2 separate regions of the Triticum aestivum genome follow, and region 2 is linked to region 1. The links are chromatin contacts, called in public Hi-C maps. All regions are on one chromosome and are shown on one strand. The core of a region is the stretch at or near the end of the contact, and the rest is flanking DNA. Distances in the headings are between cores, read along the strand shown. Region 1 has its middle 54 kb from the start of LOC123051562. Region 2 holds the start of LOC123051562 (CBL-interacting protein kinase 2).

Evidence for each region. Hi-C and Micro-C count contacts between places; a contact is called where the count stands out from the background.
Region 2: a contact with region 1 is called in a Hi-C map of leaf, with 2.3 times the contacts expected there. The contact joins the promoter of LOC123051562 here to the enhancer-like site in region 1. A contact is called at or near these places in 3 of 5 Hi-C or Micro-C datasets (leaf and an unstated tissue).

Annotation. Positions count from the first base shown.
Region 1 is chr2D:61,450,145-61,456,865 of IWGSC CS RefSeq v2.1, forward strand. No RefSeq gene overlaps it. Among protein-coding and RNA genes, the nearest start is that of LOC123051562, 54 kb to the right of the region's middle. Within about 2 kb of position 2,922, at least 3 of the 8 cell types and tissues checked have an H3K27ac peak or open chromatin away from gene starts, as enhancers often do. A contact at or near this core is called in leaf, where this site is marked.
Region 2 is chr2D:61,504,583-61,511,303 of IWGSC CS RefSeq v2.1, forward strand. LOC123051562 (CBL-interacting protein kinase 2) reads left to right here and starts at 2,763. Exons shown (of 2, transcript XM_044474470.1): 1 at 2,763-3,061; 2 at 3,834-5,717. The coding sequence starts at 4,163. The coding sequence ends at 5,533.

The DNA of each region.
Region 1 (6,721 bases), core at 1,672-4,171:
GCGAGACGACCGGGCCACGACGTGAAAGCGTCGATTTACAGGCCCATGCAACGCTACTTGCCCAGCAAGAACAAGTCGCGGCTCGTGCAAACGTGTTTATTTGACAGAAAAATCCATAGATTATGTGAGGCAGTTGCCACAAGAATGGTGGTTGGATTGTAGCAACATCCTTTGTACAGACCTTTCCATGCCACAGCCATGCCACAGGACAATTATTCCATGCCCAATGTATACAGTCAATTACTCCAATCATCTCTAGCTAACCTCTCGCTTCACTTTCCGCCATGAGCCTCTCGGTATCTTCATTAGTGGGAGCCCTCAAGTACTCAGTCCATAGATCTCAATCAAAACATTGGTGAATCTCTTCACACACTCGAGGATGTGATCATACCAATGCGAACATAGTCATCAATGGTATCGGTCGGGCATCCATATGCGAGCACTCGCACGGCCGCTGTGCAAACATAGTCATCAATGGTATCGGTCGGGCATCCATATGCGAGCACTCGCACGGCTGTTGTAATCTTCAACAATGGACTTGCACTTGGTTTCCCCACAAAACTCCTTAGTGAAACAATGGATCATGTTTCTCCACAACTCTTGCAATGGTGTTGAAAAGATCCCAATGCATCTAGAATCTTGTTCGGAAGTAGTTAGGGGGGCATGTATAACATTTTGTGCAAAGTAATCCCTCACTATATCATCAGCGACAGTTACTAGCATGCCGTAGAGGTGATTCCTTGATGCGGAGGCGGCGCATGTGACCGGGTTGAAGGGGTAGCGGTAGTTGTCAACTTGTCCGGTTCCGGCGTCGTCGGTCGGCTAGGGATCGCATGTGATCCTCCTATGCCATCTCCAAGGTCAAGTGGTTCAATTCCTAGTGAAAGTGGACCTTGGCGGCGATGGGGCAGACCAATGCAGGGCAGCCGCGATGGTGGCGAAAATGACGATTCTGGCACCGGCAACTGACGAGAAGATGCGGGAGAGGGCTGCGGGGCTGCGAGGGGGGGTGGCATCGCTAGGGAGTCAACGTGGGTGTGGCGGCGGCGTGAGGTGAGTCGACGCCGAGAGGAAGGACAGACACATGTCTACATTTGCTGGGAAGTGGTGTTTCTAGAGAAAAATGGGCCTAGAAGGTTGAGACATGAGGGGTGAGAAGTTAATAGTGTTTGGAAATGGGCTAGATGGGGCTTAATTCTCCAACCCGCCTTTTTTGTTATTAAACATCACTTTGGGGGGTTGGGGTGGGGGTGGGTGAGGGGTGGGTAGAGATGCAATAAAATGGCCTCTTTCTATAGCTCCATTTTCGAACAAGGGTGTGACGATGTGTGCGGCGTGGGTCCCTCTTTCCTTGATCATTTATTAAAATGTGCTTCCTTATTTTGTATAAACAATTAATCTCTTCCATACTTGCAATTTAGGTGTGTATTTTTATACATGATTATGCTTCTACATTATTTGAAGAAAACTTATATGAAGAGAATCTTCTACGTGTGTGGCAAGAAGTTAGGCATCCTTAAACAAATCAATTATTTGAACCTTAATTGTTTAAGTTGTTGGATGAACCAATTGCCCGGCAAACTCTCGCTGAATCGAAGTGTACCATACAGTTTTGAGTAGATTCTTGTCGTGCATATTGCAGCATGCTAGTAATGATTTGGTGATGGAATATACTACTGTATATACTAGTAGGAGCCTGCTCCAGTTAATAGCTGGTCGAGAGTGCAAAGCAGCATTAAACATCAACAATTATGGAGTTAGTAATCCATTATATTGAGCATAAGAGATGGTTGTTTTGGTAGGACTTGGGTTCTTTTTGTCTTTTCTAATCACAAACAATCATTATGTGGTTCCGGATATAAATTAAAAATCTTAGGCGCAGTTCTTTTCTTATTTGCAGTGTTTTCATTTTATATTGGAAGGACCAATTTTCTTTTCGTTCAACGACTTACAAAGAATATGCAAATATGCTGCATTTTCTGGCTCTGTCAACCAGAATGTCTGCAGTGATGTAAGCGTACAAATGCTAATAGAACAATGATGAAAAACATCAAAGGGTAATACAATTTAGGTTTCCTACCATGCTTAGCTGTACCTCATCTGCTGTCACAAGTCAACAACAGTTTCCTCCACTGTATTTAGCCACGGGACTGTGACACCATTGTAGCAAATGCCTGTTTACACCATAGTGAAAGCCTAGCGGATGTCTGCATTAGGCCCGAGCTGCAAAGTAGAGCAGATATTTCACAGCCAATCGTAATTTTCTGGTGACCGATCTAGACAGGTAACCATTGAAAAAGGAAGTCCAACCTTTGGCCAACATGATTAGGACTGCCATTTGATTCCCGCTGTCCCTTGTGTATGTCCGGTTAGGTGAGTCCATTAGTCTAAGCCGCTGAAAATGACAGGGTCTCTCCCCCGCCGCTGGTTCTGCCCGTTTCATAATCTTATCATCTCATGGTAGGGACTGGTTCAGTTCAGTATTGCCAAAGCCTCTGCAACGCGCCGAAGTTTCCCGGAAAAACCTCAACTCTTTCTCTGAAACACTGCACCTATCCAGGCATCGATGTGATCTGAGGTCAGTGGTCGATCAGCAAGCACGATTTGGCTCTGTCCATAGCTTTATTTTGACTGACAAAATGGAGATCACGTTCTCATTGAGAAAAACGAGCAAGAGAACAAGAGCAGCAGGTGCTCTGATCCTGGCCTGAGTGTTCTGTTTGATTTTGTCAAGACTGTTTAAGCTAGATATAATTACGAGCTTTCGATGATTTAGCTCGCCAGAATTGCATTTCCATGACAAGACGTCTGATTTGCGAATTTGTGTGATGGTGAGAGCCGGTGCAAGCGTCAGTCTCACGGGACACACCGGCCGGGTATAGGTGTCAAGCTGCTATACGGCTGGGCCCATGGTATCAGAATCAGCTTACCGAGGCCCGCCACGTGACCCTGCGTGGGCCCAGGGAGTTCTTGGCCAACCAGAGGTCGTACGTATGATGTGGCCAGCGTTTGCTCGCCTTGCTTGCAGCCAAGGCCGGCCGAAGGCCGCAAGACATGACGGAGTATCGGCCTCAGCGACCTCTTTGACAGCTACAATTCGAGCGTTTGGCTGCGTCATGTAGGGTTATTATTAAGCCTTAGGACCATTGTCTAATCTCCGCTACCCGAGAGGTTGCGCGAGGAAGGAAAAGAGGGAACACGAGATGCAGTTGCGGGAGGAAGAGGAGCGGTTTTGCGTGGTCCGCTCGATTTGGAGAGACCGCGTGGAACGGCGTAAAGAGCGAATATGCCATTCCAGGAACGAGTGGGTTCCTGCTCCTCAGATCAACCAAACACAAGAATGGGCCCTAGGAACGGAATGGACCCGTGCCGTTCCACTTGGTGACACGAACCAAACACACCCTTAGCGGCCAGCGTGGGTTTCCCGTAACTGGACGTATGAGTCCCATCACGTCGGAGACAGAGAATCCAACTGTGGCTGATGGGACGGTGAAATTAGCTCGCGGTGACCACGACGGAAGATGGTCCCTCTCTCCATAAATTAGCTAGGGTTCATTTTCGGACAACGGCGTCACTCTTACCTTGATCTAGTATATCTTTCATGGTGTGGAATCTCCCGTAGAGGAAGGATCAAATATGCGGTACATCGCGCACGTATGCCCAGTCCATCCATTTGCAAGCGGAAAAGCCTCAGATAATTCATTTTCGGAACACAAGAAAAGACACCTGGAAATTGGATATATGTACCGGACAAGTATGCAATTGCATGCAAATTTATATGCAGTGCCCCATCGTTAACGGACGTTGGATTACCATCCGTCCTACCGGCTCGTTCAATTACCATCCAACGGCCGTGCCATTTTCTCCTCCTGGTGCCCCTTTTTTCTACAAAAAATAAAAAGCAGACAATCCCCGTACTCCCATATCACCCGTCTCCCCTACGTCTTCTCCTGCTACGTGCTCATCCCCGCAACACGCCACCCCACTCCATGCATCTACGAGCCCGACGACGATCGCTGACAACTCTTTCATCCACTTCACCATCTCCTTGCTCAATGGACAATGGGCATGTCCCCCCGGGCCGCGGTAGCGGGGTGCACGCACGCCAGCAGCGGAGCAAACAATGTGTTCCCCACTGGCGCTTGTGCGGCACGAACGGCAGCTGTAGCGATGCTCTGCTTGAACATGTCATGACGTACCCATGCATGCAGGCCATGTAGCATGCCACACAAACCTCGCGGGCCCGATGTTTCTCATCATGCCTCGCAAGCACGCGCACACATACGCACTCCTACAATGATTTCTCTTATTATTGCGTATGGAGACAGAAAGAACGTCTCGTGTACAATGACACACCGGATGAACAGTCAATGCCGGGCATCTGGCATGTGCATCTCCATCGCGGCCTGATAATCAGCATGAAATCATGGACACTAGGCGTGGCGGCTTTGGCGACCGGATCAACGAAACGTACAAGAAATTGAAGCCGAGGCTACGCGGCGGATTATGGCATCATGACCACTGACACCTTGGCACTTTACTCTGGCAGCCACCGGCTGGACGACAGGTGTAGGGTACTATCAAGATTCAAGAACACGGTCACGTTGCATCCATGCGAGTGTTTTAGTTTCATTGGTTCTCCAAAAGCAACCTTCCGTTCTAGAGTCTGGGCCCGCGCCGATGATTCGAGATTTTTCTAATCTTCGTGCTAACGTATTATTGATTTATTATACCTGTACTCCTTGTGTACGAAGATGTTATGAATTAGAATATTCAAAAGATGCATGGAGCACTAGTTTGTAAAGTTGTTTGGCAACCATTCACCACTAGCTACAATAAATCTATTTTTGATGTACGAGTTTCACAGTTGTTTGGGCAAAGGCGTACATGTGCCCATCAGTTCATGCATGCTGGTAGGGGCCACGTAGCTACACTCCAGAGGAACCACCGATAATAGTACTTGCTCCGTAAACTAATATAAGAGCGTTTAGAATACTAAAGTAGTGATCTAAACGTTCTTATATCAGTTTACAGAGGGAGTACTACCGTTTGTTCTAAGTAAAGGGCATCTTTTACGGGTGTGGGAAAGAAACATAGCACTCCAAAATGTTTCCAAAAATAGCAGTTTGGAAGCATCAAATTTGTTTTTTCTTTGGCCACCACTTTCACGAAGGTCATTTAATGATAATTTTTTGCAAGCAAACAAAACATTTGTCAAAAGAAATCACAATTTTTTGATTTGTTTTGGTACTATTTTTTTATTTTACTACTCATCAGAGAGCATTTGAGCTCGGGAGCTGATAGTACATGTCCGCATCACCTGCATTCCTACGGGCCGTTTATTCGGACCCAGATGCTCCCGATGACCTAGACATCCGGTCAACCCGACCCAAAGATATAACTTACGAGAGCCACATGAAGGTGCATGCAGGCACATGATAGATCCAACCAACTTGAACGAAATGCTAAAGCAAGCAAGCAAGCAATTTTCGGGCATATTACACCATAGAACATACAGGCGACGGCTGCTTGCACCCACCCAATCACAGCTAAACCCATCCGTCGACCATGAACAAGCAGCCGCCACCGCGAGCAGCCACCCACGGGCTGATTCCTTGGTTTACTGCCTGATTCCTCTTTGATGCTAATTATGAGTTTATTAGGACTCGGACAGAATCATGGTTTAACGAAGAAACTACGTGTTGTGTGCCGTGTGGGTGTTGAAACTTCGGCGCGTCCGGTTCCGCTGAGATGAACCTTAGCTACCTAATGACGACAAAACTGATGATCGCCCTTCTCTCTCTCTCTCTCTCTCTCTCTCTCTCTCTCTCTCTCTCTCTCTCTCTCTCTCTCTCTACCGGTTCATTCTCCATAACAGTAACAAGAGTGGTAAACAATTGCTGAGCTACTCAGGCCATGAAAATATCAACCAATTATTGGTGTAGTCCCGCATCGAGGTCGATCTAACAAAAGCATGACTTGCGAACAACTACTACTGTGGAGCTAGCGGCTAGCGGGGGAATGCAGTCACATTGACGCGTCCCATTCACCTCGGCGAGAATCCAACTGTGCCTGATGGCACGATGAAATTGGCTCTCAATGACCACACAACACAAAAAGATGGTCCTTCTCTAACTTCGTTTTCGAACAAGGGCGTGCGTGTCCCGATCTGTTCGCCAATCTTTCCTTGATCGAGTATATCTTTCGTGGCGTAGAATCTCCCGTGAAGGAAGGACCAAATCCATGGCACATCATGCACGCCCTGTCCATACGTTCGAACACACACACACACACACACACACACACACACACACACACACACACAGTTAACTTATATTCGAACAATAAAATGTCTGGAGTTTGGATACGGGCATGTACTACTTGCATGCAAATATGTAGTCCCCGAACACTAGTTCTAGCTCCCATGCGCGCGTGCATGCAAGCCATGTAGCATGCCACGTCGTAGGCCCGATGCTTTCAATCATGCATGCACACAGATACGCACTCTTACGATTATTTTTTCTATTATTATGGAGACAGGAAGTATGTATCGTGTACAATGATACACCGGATGAACAGTCAATGTTCAACAAGCGGCAAGCCATGCATCCGGACGCCCGACCTGGTAGGAATCTGGCATGTGCATCTTCATCGCAGCCTAATAATCGGCATCAACAACTACGTACAGTATCATCATGGGCACTAGGCGTGACGGCTTGGG
Region 2 (6,721 bases), core at 1,513-4,012, 54 kb after region 1:
CTAGCTAGCTCGTCCTTAGTAGCCGTCAGTCGTCACGGCTTTGGCAACCGATCTGGACGAGCGAAGCGTACAAGAAATGAATAGAACGAGAGTCCCACGATTAGGCCATGTCATCAGTGATGGTTAAGCTACTCCATACTTTGGTTAGTACGCCGACGCCAACACCCTCGCGTGCTAGTGCCGGTACGCGTACCTACGGCTACAGGCCACCTCAAACTCCCTACCGGTTGGCACGCGAGTTCTTCACGGGGCGATGTGTAAGCTTTGTTTTCGGACGCGGATGGGAGTGAAGATATCTATGCCATGCTTGGATAGCCAACAAAATCTACCCTGTCAAATTTTAGGCCATGATCAAAACATTGTTGTTGTCCAGATTACTGCTAACTTTTTTCGGCATGTTAGGGCATCACCAAAAATCCGCAAACCGGAAGTAAACCAGTGGGACTTTGCGGGAGTCCGGATGTCCACACAATGAACCAAAAGCCACCATGTACCCTTCTTCCTCTTCGTTCGGATGGCGGAACCCGCTGTGAAAGATAATTAAGTTGGCGGAAGGCTGGCATCTTAAAGGTGATTAGCATTTGTGCATTTGGCGGAAGCGTTGAAAATGACCAAAGGCATTTGGCCAAAGGTGTACTGGAAGGTGATTAGCACTTGGACCCTTTGGTGCAAGGTGTACTAGGAGATGATTAGCATTTGACGGAAGCTATGAAAATGGTACTACACATTTGGCGAAAGGTGTACTTGATTAGCATTTGGCACGGTGTATAGCATTTGGTGAAAGGCTAGCATATGCTGTAAAATGACCATCACTCCACCCAAATCCACACTACACTTGTCTTTGATATTAAAAAATAATAACAAAGGTAGACCTTTGAGGCATAGTGTTAGATGGCCGACCCCGTATACCATGTCCGTTTTCGACGTCAACTTTGAAGATGCCCTCAATGCTTCTTTAGCCCCTCACTAGTTCTTTAGTGAAATCATGGAAAAGCAACACCTCAAAATTTTGGTAGGGCAAACTTGGCCACAAAAACAGAAGGCACCCTGGCGTGAACATGAGTCATGCTTTCAAGACAACATGTGGCACATATAGAAGATTGACCCATTTTTCTTTTAAAGTGTGGATTGCCGCAAAATACATAGTATGTTACGAAAACCTCTTTCCCATAGTCGATGACAAACCGAAAAAGGAAAAGCTATTCGAGTGGAAAAGAGAATGCTTCTCTGAAAGTCCACTTCACCGAAAATGTAGCTTTCTAATAATGAGGCTTGTAGTTGGGGGTAGCACCGACTGGACTGGAGGACAGGTGTAGGAAGCGATGAAGAACGTACCGTACTACATCATCACCACATTGCTTGGCCGGGCCGCCGGAGTGCACGCATATTCTATGTCTCATTGGTTCTCCAAAAAGCTATCTGCTCCGCTCTAGCCTAGCCTAGCCGTCCGTCCCGGCCGGGGATGATTTGCCAATTTTCTAGCCTCCATAATTCGTGCTAAAATACTAGCAGCAGCATTGACCACTCTGTGTGCCAAAGATATCGTAAAATAAGCATAGCATCATTGCTCTTGCCCCCGTCTGTTGGAAGGAGTCGCCCTGAGACGGATCGAGCAACAACACTGCATGCATATCGTCGCATATATGCCTCCGGTCTCTCGACGCCATGCATGGGCTGCAAGGCTCCAAGCGAGCCACCGGAATAATAATGCCACTATTCTAAGCAAAACACATCGCCTTTACGGGCGTGGGAGGGGATTGGACGTCCCATTTTCCACTGATTGTGTACGTTTGTTGGCCCCGACCGTGACGCTTTCTCGTGCCTAACTTAGCCGGGACGATGGGAGGTGGGCTTTTACGGCCGGGCACGAGGAGGCGCCGTGTTTTGCTTTGGCCTCTTCCTCCTCCCTCTCGCTTTCCTTCCCTTCCTCCCTCCTGCGCGCACCGCTAGCTGATGCGAATCGCTGATACGAAGCGCTGGGCGGTCGGCACATGGCTACGCGGGCGGACCGATTCGTGCGTGCTTCGATAATCTCTCCCACGTGCTGCGTAGACCTCAGTGGCGAAATTTCCTTTGGAGATTACTAAGGCGCGACGGGCCGTACGACCCCATGTTAGCCATGGCATCCTCGTGACCTCAGGCATGCCGATCGGACGGCGTAGGGCCGCGTTGCGCCGTAGCGTCTTTATTTATTTATTACTCTTCTTGCGGGCAAATCTGGCGCTAGTAAATACTTTGGATTTCGCCACTCAACAGTACTATTACTATTATTCCCCTAAGGAAAAACAGTAGTATTATTCCCCGATGTTTCGATTTCGAAGCTGGCACATTGCCATCTAGCACGATCGGGCCAGCTAGAGCTTTGCTACAAAATCCGCAAGAAATTACAGCCGCGGGTCAAGAAGATCCTTGGCTGCGACCCTACAATTATGGAGTAGCATCACGCACGTAAAACAAGGGCCAGGCACGGGATCCACACGTAGACATACGAAACCCGGTTCGTTGGCCGAACGGACGGCGGAGGAGGGCCGTGGGAGGGTGCAGCGGGCCGATCTAATTTGGTCCGTCCGTCCGTCGCAGCAGCGGACAGGCCAGCGCATTATTGGCGGGCCCCGCGGGGACGTAATTTTACCGGCCCACAGCTGCGGGCGGTGGGTGGGCGGTTTGCGGGGCAGGAATATCTCTCCCTCTCGGCGAGAACGGATCCATCCATCCCTAGCGGGCGGGGGGTTGGCCGCCGCGGCGCGTATAAAACGGAGCCGCCTCTCAAGCTGAACCTTTCGCCGCACAACACTCTCCCTCGCACCACACCAGACTCTAGAAAAAGGAAGAAACAAACTCAACCTCCCACCCCCAACAGAAGAGCCGCAAATCTGCCACCACTCCGCCGTCTCCCAGCCCCGCCGCCCACGCATCCGCCTCCTCCCTCCTCCCTCCCCTAGACCTACCCCGCCGCCCTCCTCGCGAGCGCTGCCGATTCTTCGCGGAGGAAGGGAAGGGATCTAGCCACCTCCGGGGCTGCTGCTGCGGTTCCGTTCGCGTCGCCAGCCGCCGGGATCTGGTACGGACTCACGCCTCCCTGCTTCTGTCTTCGGTTCCAGTGCAGTCCCTATGTTTGGTAGTGATTCGTCGTCTGCGACCTGTGTGCGCGAGGCATGTCATCTAGCGGGCCGAAACATGTCATCTAGGCTCTAGGGGGCTCGTCGATTTGGTGCGTCTGCGGTCTCTGAAACACCTGTTTTTTCCTCGGGAGTTGGCAGTAGATTTCTATGTGCAGAGCGGAGATAGTCCTTCTCCTTCTCCTGTTGTTCGTTCGTGCCGGTTGCCTCGTTTAGCTCCTTGGTCAGATGCGCGTTTCCGGGCCTTGTCTCCTCTGTTTTGGCAGTGAGAAAGTTTTGGCGTGATAGGTTGGTTATGCGCGGAGATAAACAGATCCATCAGCTAGGTGCCATAGAAAGTTGGACAACCGCATCTGGTTGATTGCAGTTTACACCACTCTTAATAATCCGGCTGAGAGACGCATCTGGTTGGAGTTTAGACGCCTCTTAATCGGGCTAAGGGACGCATCTGATGGCAGTTTAGACCCCTCTTAATCCGGCTAAGGGATGCAAGTTAGCTTTTCGTTCGTTTCCGACTTTCTATGGTATGATATGCTTGTGGTCCTGTATGCGGAAGAGATTTATTTTCCCATCTTCTGCATATAGAACAATCTTCTAATTTCGGGATTTTTCCCTTCTTCTGCATATAGAAGAATCTTCTAGTTTCGGAATGATTTGTCTCCACTACAGATTGCTCCATGGCTAACGTTATGCCTTTACTTTCTTGATTGACAGTACCTGGATTTCCACAAGGAGGAACCATCTTAGGGAATGCAGAGAGATGTGTTTGCATGCTAGAGAGCTACCTTGCGAGGGAATCGGCAGGGTAGCCACCCCTGTTCCTGCTTTGATTGACCTTGATGACACCGCTTCACAGCAGCACACAACACACCTCTTCTTCCATGTGCTTCTGCACAATGGGGTTCGACGTGGCATCTCAACCATCATCTTAGATTACCACCTCGGAGGGGACGGTTGAGGCTATCTAGCGCCCGCAGGCTCCCTTGCAAGGTTCGGGTTCGCTGCTGCTGTTCTGTGTGCGTAGCATACATCTGCCTGCCGTCATGGGAGAGCAGAAGGGGAATATTCTGATGGGGAAGTACGAGATGGGGAAGATGCTCGGGCAGGGGACCTTTGCCAAGGTCTACCATGCCCGCAACATCGAGACCTCGCAGAGCGTTGCCATCAAGGTGACCGACAAGGAGAAGGTTCTGAAGGGCGGGCTCACGGATCAGATCAAGCGCGAGATCTCTGTGATGAAGCTGGTGAAGCACCCAAACATTGTTCAGATGTATGAGGTCATGGCGACCAAAACAAAGATTTACTTTGTGTTGGAGCATGTGAAGGGTGGTGAGCTGTTTAACAAGGTTCAGAGAGGAAGGCTCAAGGAAGATGCTGCAAGGAAGTACTTCCAGCAGCTGATCTGCGCGGTTGACTTTTGTCACAGCAGGGGCGTCTATCACCGTGATTTGAAGCCTGAGAACCTTCTTCTTGATGAGAACAGCAACCTGAAAGTTTCAGATTTCGGTCTCAGTACCATTTCTGAATGCAGAAGGCTTGACGGGTTGCTCCACACATCCTGTGGTACGCCTGCTTATGTTGCTCCTGAAGTAATCAATAGGAAAGGCTATGACGGCGCCAAGGCTGACATCTGGTCATGCGGGGTGATCCTCTTTGTGCTTTTGGCTGGGTATCTCCCTTTCCAAGATAAGAATCTGATGAATATGTATAAGAAGATTGGGAAAGCAGAGTTCAAATGCCCGAGTTGGTTCTCTTCAGACATTCGAAGGCTTCTGCTAAGGATTCTTGATCCTAACCCCAGCACAAGGATCTCGATTGAGAGAATCATGGAACATCCTTGGTTCAGGAAGGGTCTAGATGCAAAGCTGCTCAGATACAATTTACAAGCAAAAGATGCCGTTCCTGCTGCTGACATGACTGCGACTTCTGATTCCTTGAGCTGCAGCAACTCAGCAACAGAGGGCAAGGAACAAGAAGCAAAAAAGCTCTCCAACTTGAATGCTTTTGATATAATCTCCCTCTCAACTGGACTCGACCTCTCCGGTATGTTTGAGGACAATGACAAGAAGAGGGAGTCCAAGTTCACATCCACCAACTCGGCTTCGACGATCGTGTCAAAGATCGAGGACATCGCAAAGTGCATGCGACTGAAGCTCGTCAAGAAAGATGGTGGCATGATGAGGATGGAAAGCTTCAAGCCTGGAAGGAAAGGTGTGATGTCCATTGATGCTGAGATATTTGAGGTCACCCCTGACTTCCATCTCGTGGAGTTGAAGAAGACAAACGGTGATACTATCGAGTACCAGAAGGTCTTGAACCAGGAGATGAGGCCAGCGCTCAAGGACATAGTCTGGGCGTGGCAAGGCGAGCAGCAGCCGCAGCCGCAGCCGCAGCCACAGCAGCAACCATGTTAAGAAGAACTGTGCCAGGTGCAACATTTTGCAACTCGAGGCAATCAATTACCAGGCGTCCGTGTGTTTCTGTAATTTTTATTATCCATGTTTGCTATTCGTTTGCATTCCCCTAGTGATGTCTGTGTAAACTTCAGTTATCATCTTTCGATGAAGATTTATTTAAAAGCATGGTGTCTTCAGAACAGATGCCAAGTCATTGTTCAAAAAGTCTTTCCAAGGACAGTGCGTTTGTGTACGGGAGGTGTTCTTTTGCTCAAGAATTGATCTCGGCCTTGTTACTGTTTAACTTTGACATGCATCATGATTAGATCCACCATTCTTGTGATCTGAGAACTCTAGAGGGTGACATATTAAAATCTTCTTTGGTGGGTAGCTAACGGACTTTACCTAAAGGCCGAAGAGATATGGTTTTGTAGACAGCATGATATGGGCCAGAGACAAATTGAAAGATTTGTTCTATGTAGCCACTTGCAAAGGGTAGGAAGCAGTAGCATTATTTTACAGCTATGAAGATACAACTAGTGATTGAAAACTTTGTAGTCCAAAATTCCAGATACCCTCTTGCTCCACAGATACAAAGAGGAAAACTTAAAGCAGTAGTTTCCACGCTGTGACAGGTGCAACATTTTGCAATTTGAGAACTGTTGTAGGTGGCATTATTTTACAGCTACAAAAGCTAGCAAGATGTTGAATAAGATTCAGACTACAGGCTGGTACAGATTGCTTACTGCGCAGAAGCACCTGAGGCAAAGATTCGGGAATCGCTGTAGACTGTAGTTGTTTGATTGTTTCCTCCATTTGTAGTCCAAAATTCAGTCCACCTAACTGAATGATTGATTTGTAGACGATTTACAGCTATGAAGATACTACTACTGATTAAGAACAGTACTGTGCCGATCGCTGCGCAGAAGCACCTGAGGCGAGATTCGGGCATATTCCTGTAGTTGTTTCCTCCCTCGTGGGTTTGGAGAAATAGAAAAGAAAAGGCAGAAAACCCTCTTGCTTCACGGTTACAATCTTTATCAAGGAGAAATAGAGTTCCAGATGCCCTCTTGCTTCACAGATACAAAGAGGAAAACTTAAAGCAGTACTCCCTCTGTAAAGTTAAAGTGGGAGTAGTTTCCACGCTGTGCCAGGTGCAACATTTTGCAGTTTGAGAACTGTTGCAGGTGGCATTATTTTACAGCT